Linked DNA regions of Urocitellus parryii: region 1 is linked to region 2. The links are chromatin contacts, called in public Hi-C maps. All regions are on one chromosome and are shown on one strand. Each heading gives the region's core, a stretch centred on a gene start, on an enhancer-like site or on the middle of the called end of the contact. The rest is flanking DNA. Distances are from core to core; before and after follow the strand shown. Region 1 holds the start of Ppat (phosphoribosyl pyrophosphate amidotransferase). Region 2 holds the start of Rest (RE1 silencing transcription factor).

Region 1 (3,340 bases), core at 826-3,325, 360 kb after region 2:
ATGTGGCTGTGAATATACTCCATATTCAATATGAAAAAAGGCAACATTTCTCAATATGGCTACTAGAAAACAAATTTATAAGGCTGGGCATAGCGCCTGTAATCCCAGCAGCTCTAGAGGCTGAGACAGGAGGATCCAAGTTCGAAGCCTCTAAGAAACTCAGCCAGACCCTGTCTCCAAATAAAATATATAAGGGGCTGGGGATGTGGCCCAGTGGATAAGCCCCTTGGGTTCGAAGCCCATAGCAAAAAGAAAAAAGAGGGAGAGAGTAAATAAATCACACTTGGTTTTCATATTTTTATTAGCTAACACTGCTCTATGAAAAAGTGTGAGCAAAATGTGTTTAACAAGAAATAAACTCTGGAGAGGTAACCTGAATGGAACATAGATTCACAATGGAACAAAATCAAAGGACTTCAGTAGAAAAGACCTCAATATATAAGTTTGGATGAAAAGAACTTCTGACTAATTTTTTTTTCCCCTTTTCTTCTTCTTGTTGGTGCATTATAATTGTATACAATAACTGGATTCCTTGTTACATATGCATACATGCACACAATAGAACAGTATATTTGGTCAACTTCCCCCAGTACCAACTGTATTTAACGGCTCTAGGGATACCAACTATAAACATTTTTAAGGAGAAGGACCTTTTAGAAACTGTAAAGGCAAGTTTGAGAAAAATTAACATGTCAGTGGAATGCAATTTGCTTCAGTATAAACTTCTAAACCGGTGTGTGTGGATCAAATCACTCAGGGACAAAATAATTATGTAACTGCAAATTTTGACAAACGCAAAGTGAAGCAAGGAAAACTTTTTCGCCTATGGGCTTTGGAAATTTCTAAAGCTATCAAGGCATCAAAGAATACTTTTTTGAATAATACTATCAAACGACTCAAAACTTAAACAAATTTTTCAGGTTAAATTATTAACCTTACGAAAAGAAGGGGATTAACCAATCGGGAAAGGCAAGCCTTTGGTTTGAAGAGTCTACGCTATATTTTCACGTGGTTGTTTTGCAACATCTATTGATGACCTTTTCAAGGCAATCTTTGACCGTTTCTCGTCCTAGGAACCCTCTTACTCTGCTCCTCTTCCTCCATCAGAGAAGCAGTTTTGTGAATTTAGGAGAGTTCGGAGAGGCCCGGGGTGCTTCAAGTCCAACGAAGGTCTCGCAGCGCCTGGGCCACGTGTGAGCTCACCCACGGGCCTACGTGCACGGCTGCAGGGAGGCCGAGCAATGCAAAGAGCTCACTGGAATCCGGCCGCGGAGCCCGCACCACGGCCAGAAGGCGGGGAGATCGTTGAGTAAGGGGAATAGGTCTCCTGTTACTCACTTTCAGCTGTCGCCATTATTCTGAACGGACTGGAAGCAGCGACCACGCTAGGAAAAGCGGCTGAAATCTGGAAAAGAAGAGCGGCAAGAGAGATTCGCAGGGCCGGGGAAGGAAGTTCCGCCCACAGACACGCCCCCTGGAGGGGCAGCGTAGCCGCGCGCCGCTCAAATCGAGTTCGCCTACACAGACCCAAATCGAAGGGTCTCTACAACTGGGGAGAAGCTTCGACTCCCTGAGCGCTTACGAGAGGTTTCCTGCCGCGCAGGCGCAGCGACGGCACCCCGCCTCCAAGCCACCCCGTACACTGTTCCTATAGAGAAGAAAAGTGGCGCGCACTGGCGGCCCCTCCCCACGCTGCAGAGCTCGTAGACTGGGGCCCCCTTCTTGCCAGAGGGAGAGGTTCATAGGTTGGAGCGTACCAAGTCGTGATGGGGGAAAGCCGGGAAAAGGACGTGTAAAGTTTACATGTTCTCAGAGAGAAATGACTCCAACCCCGTTACTTTCATCATTCCCGATGTGGATGCTGGAAAATAACGGAGATAGCCACGTGCAGATGAAAGAGGTTCTGGTACATAGCCAGAGGAAGACTGACCCCACCCCCATGAAATCCGCGACTCCTCCCCTCGGCCGCGGAACCTCTTCTCCGGCTCTCCCTCATTGGTGGGCCATGGGGGACGGGGCCTGGTGGTGATGAGATGGTCACGCCCACTAAGCACGCGCCGCCGCAGTAGCCTAGGTCTAGCCGCGGGGAAGGAAGCGGCGGTCTATAGCGCCAGCCTCTGAGGCTCTTGGGCCGTGCAGGCAGCTGTTTGGTCCTAGTACCTCGGCTGCGGCGGCGAGCTCCTCCACGTGCTTTTGGCAGCGACATGGAGCTGGAGGAATTGGGGATTCGCGAGGAATGCGGCGTGTTCGGGTGCATAGCTTCTGGAGAGTGGCCCACGCAGCTAGATGTGCCACATGTGATCACTCTGGGACTCGTGGGGCTGCAACACCGGTGAGCAACTGGGTGAGGGGTAGGAGTGGGGGTGGCGAGACAAGTGTTTTTACATCTCTGTGAGCCGCTTCCCGCGTTCAGGATTGGCTCTCCGTTGAGCTCCCAAGAACTAGAAGGACAGCACTCTTTCCTGGACCAGTACCTGCCAGTGGCATCCAACAGGTTGTGGGGGAGGGGAGTCACCCTGCCTCCAGGGACTTTAGCCTGTTCTGGCCACCTTTCCAGGCCCTATTGCCCTTTAGGGACCCTCCCCTCCCCCTGGGTCTGTGCACATCTGCTGAGTCTGGTTAGTTTGTAAGGCTCGGGTTTGCTTGGACTAGCCAGGTCGGGGCTCATGCCCAAGTGCGTGCAAGTTCTGACCCAGGAGCTACACTTGTTATAGGCATGTGTGGAGTGGCGACTAGTCCAGGTCCTACAACACTTTCAGATTTTCGCGCCGGACTTACAACCAGCACAAGCTTTTGTTTGCAAGGCCAGAGTTATTGGGCAGATTGTGAGTTTGAAACTAGTTATAGCTATAGGAACTAGAATCTTAGAGTCCAGACCCAGGGAAACAACTAGTTGGTGTTCAAAAGGAACAACGGTCGTAGAATTCATATGAATTAGCAGGAAATATACCAATCTCAGGAAATCGATTCATTGATACACTTTTAAATATTGAACGAAAACGTTGGTAGTAAGATGGCAGAAATCAACTCTTCTTTAAAAGAGAGTAGTATTTGTATGCTAAGATACACACTGATTTGGAAAAAATTGGGAGATCACTTCGAGGTATAAATAAGTAAATATACCTTTGCTTCCATTCTTACTACCTGACCTAATATACCTAATGGGAAATTGTATGATTTGGTTGGAGTAAGAAATGCAGATTTAGGCTTGACATTATCACTGAAGTTTTCATAAGGCAACATAATAGCGACAACTTCTAGAACAGTTAAGGAACTGGGCTGTAAACCCTTATCAGCAATATGGGTGCAACATGTATAAATGCATTCCAAATGATTAGCT
Region 2 (3,552 bases), core at 281-2,780:
AAAGGTGCTAGTCTCCAGCCCGTGTCTTTCTGCAAATCAGAAAAAGCAAAGACACAGAACTAAATAATAAAGTTAAACCGAAAGATAAAAAGCAATCCATTCCACCCAAGTGTATAAACCCGTTTAGTTATTTGCACCAACAAAAGTTGGACTCAAATGCCATCACAGAAAACGGAGGGCAAAAGCAGTTCCAAGGCTTAACAGCGCAAGCTATTCGGAAATTTAACCCAACATCGACCTTCCAGATTCCCCAACCCACCCTACCCATGACTCTTACAGGAATTTTAACATTTGTCAGGAAGACCGTTTGGGCACTGCCTGAAAGCCCAACGTGTTGCACGAAATTCCTATGTGCTGCTGCCACCGGCGCCTGCCTCGGCGGCGGCATTCCTAACTGAAATAGGCATTCGGCCATTTTCTCAAAATACCAAACACAAAGCAGCTCTCTGCAAACTCGGGAGCTCTCGCTTCCTCACCGCTCCGCCCGCTCCCTGCACACATTCGCCCACCAACTCACCGGGCTTGCCCCCACCGCTCGTCCTGAACCTCTTCCTGTGCTCCCCCAATTCAAACGGTGGAGGTGAGCAAACTCGGGGCTCCGATCCCCAACTGAGTCCTTCCCGAGAGAGACAGCCCCCTCCGCGGCCCACGGGCCAGAGTCCGGGAAAAGGGCGGAAAGTTACCGTGTGGCCGGCGCCCGAGCTCCGCCGACCGCCCGGCTCGCCCTCCGCGGAGGCTCCGCGGGCGCCCTCCGCAGGCGCGGACCCGAGAGCCAGGGGGCCCCACGCGGGCCGCCCCCGCGCCCCGGAAGTTTGCTAACTTCACTCCCCCACGGCGCCCGGCGGGACAAGCGCCCCGGCCCTGCCAGCGCGGGCCGCCGGGCGCACAGGGCCGCGTCGCGGGGCAGTCGGAGCGCAGAAATCGCTGTCCAGCCCGCTGGCGGCACCGCCCGAGCCCGGGGGCTGACTCAACCCGCCCCGCCGCACTCAACGGCGCCTTCCGGCGAAGCGACAGGCTGGGGGAGGGGGCCCAGAGGGCGGCGGGCCGGCGCGGGGCTGCGGCGGGACCCGGAGGCTGGAGATCAGGAGGAAGTTTCAGGACTAGGGCCCCGAGCAGCTCCGCTCTTGGCCTGAAAGTCTAGACTGGCAGGGCGTGCGGGCCCGCGCGGAAGCGGCGGCCTTCCTCAAATGGGGAGGGGGTCCCGGAGACGTGCAGCTCTCCACCAACGCCCCCGGCCCAGCCCCGGGCCGCCGCCGTGTAACCCGATCCCGCTCGGCCGCCCGCCCCCGCCCGGCGCGGCGGCCGTCGCCGGAGCCACAGTATCTGCAAATCAGCCCTGGACAGCGCCTCGCTCCGCGTCCTTCCGCGCCCTCCCCCTCCCGCGGCCGCCGCGGCCGCCTGGCCCTCCCCCACCCCGGCCGAGCCCCCAGCCCCGCGCCGCGCTTACCGGTCTTCCTCGGAGAGGGGGAACTGGCGACCTGGCGTCGCCACCCCTCCGCCGACTACTTTTCTTTGTTGTTGGAGTTTTAGGAGAGGGGGGGAGGGGTGGAAAAAGTTGGGCGCTTGGGCTGTCGAGGCCCTTAAAGGCCAGGAGCGGGGCTGCAGAAAGTGCTCAGGCCGCCAGCCCTCGCCCAGCCGTCCGGGCTGCCGCCGGGGTCTGAGGCCAGGGGCCTCGGCGGCGCTTGGCCTGCTGCTGCGCCGCGAGCTCGCGGGAGCCGCACATTCCAACACAGGACGCTGTGCCGCGCACCAGCCCGCGCCGCCGCCGCCCGCCTGCGGAACACGCCCCCTCCGCCGCCCGCGCGCGCCCGCGGGACACGCCCCCTCTGCCGTTCGCGCGCGTGGCCGCTAGGCGCGCCCCGCCCCTCGGAGAAGGGCAGAGCTCCTGGCTTGGGTCGGGTGGCTAGGGGAGCGCCCAGGGGGGAGCCGCACCTAATCCACCAGGGCGCTCACTCCTGCCCTGAGGTCAGAAAAGGGGCGGGCCCCTCTCCCTTTCTCGATTTCTTTTATAAACAAACAACAAAAGTTACCCGGAGCCCTGGCGTGCTTGCATGAGAATAGAGCTGTTAAAAGAAAAATGTGCAGGCTTTGACCATTCTTTAGAACCATTGTCACCGGCCTCTCAAGTCGAAAGCGCTCGAAAATACCCTTCAGAATCTTTTTAACTCTCTACCCACCCTTACCTTAGCTAATTAAGCTTAGTTTTAAGCTTCTGGAGTAAAATGCCTTCCAAATTTCAAACTATAAGCGGGGACGGGGGAATGCGATCATTTTGTGAGTTACGAGAAGAACTTGTTTCAGCAAGGACTCAGAACAGTGAGAATGAGGATTGGGGGGCACGTTCCTAGACGGGTCAGGTAGCGGATCGCTTCTGAGCCTGGAAAGCACGATTTGGGTGGAGGAATTACTCTCACGTTACAGAAGGTGGAGAGAGCAATGAGGAACCAGAGGCTGCCTGGGACCACGGTGTCCCGAGACTAACCTGACTTCCGCATCATGCAGCCAACGACGATCAAGCCTAATGCCTGGCACAAAGTAATATTCTTTTAAGGAGAAATTTCGTATGCCCCTTCCTTTCTTTTCTCACCTGAAATGCCTTTTTAGCCTGCCCCCCCCCACCCCAAAAGGGAAAAAAAAAAACGTGGAGAGGCTTTGTTTAAGGTTTTGGTTTTGGTTTTGGTGAGAATTTTGTTTTTTGGAAAGAGGCATTTGCGATACTGGGGATTGCTAGGCAAGTGCTCTATCACTAAACATCTTTTTGTTTAGTTTGGTTTTGAGATAGCTTCTCACAAAATTGCCCAGGCTGGCTTAAAACTTGCCTCAGCCTCCTCAGTAGATGGGATTACAGGCCTACCCCACAACTCACACTTTAAAATGATGGTGTTACATCATGCATGTTATTGAGAGGTTTGTTTTGTTGTTGGTTAGTTGGTTGTTTTTCTGGTGTTTTTGCCCCATTCAAACTTTACTTCATGTATTCTTTGCTGAACTAAAATCTGACTTCAAACTACATGGCTTTTTTAGTTGCTGTAGCCTAAGGTACCAAGACTGTCAAGGAACTGTTTTCTTTGCATTCCATATCCTAAATTAAGGTAAAAATGAACACTTCCCCTTCCCGGCTCCTAAACATTTCTTTTTAAGCTTACTAGATAAATGTCCTTGCTTTCCTCAGTCTGACCACTTATTGGAAATGTTCTATTAATTGCGAATTTATTCCCACATATTGTGATGCAAATAGAAGAATAGCAAATGGGCAGCTGCATTCATTCAAAATTAGCAGAGGCCCTTGTTCAAGGGAGGGCATATTCAGAGTGACCCAAATTATAATGACATGAAGGCCACAGGTCATATCCAAGGCCGAATTACAAATCAATAGGTTTACTTGGGAGAAGCTGGTGTTATGAAATTGAATTCTTTTTTCTTTAATTTAAAAAAAAAATCTAACTTCAATTCTTGTTTTTCAAGAAGCTATATTCAATTTGCTGCATCTAAAATCTATGATATTCTGCAAGATAAAGTCTTTGAAATATGAATGAGTTCTCCTTTTTTTTT

What was found. A called contact is a pair of places that touch in the nucleus more often than the background predicts.
Region 1: a Hi-C map of liver shows a contact between it and region 2, with 4 times the contacts expected there. The contact joins the promoter of Ppat here to the promoter of Rest in region 2. A contact is called at or near these places in 2 of 2 Hi-C or Micro-C datasets (liver and muscle).

The regions. Positions count from the first base shown.
Region 1 is chr10:103,193,499-103,196,838 of mUroPar1.hap1, forward strand. It overlaps Ppat (phosphoribosyl pyrophosphate amidotransferase), which reads left to right and starts at 2,076. Exons shown (of 11, transcript XM_026385755.2): 1 at 2,076-2,332. The coding sequence starts at 2,205. It overlaps Paics (phosphoribosylaminoimidazole carboxylase and phosphoribosylaminoimidazolesuccinocarboxamide synthase), which reads right to left. Exons shown (of 12, transcript XM_026386446.2): 4 at 1,339-1,405.
Region 2 is chr10:102,829,919-102,833,470 of mUroPar1.hap1, forward strand. Rest (RE1 silencing transcription factor) reads right to left here and starts at 1,531. Exons shown (of 4, transcript XM_026387139.2): 1 at 1,448-1,531.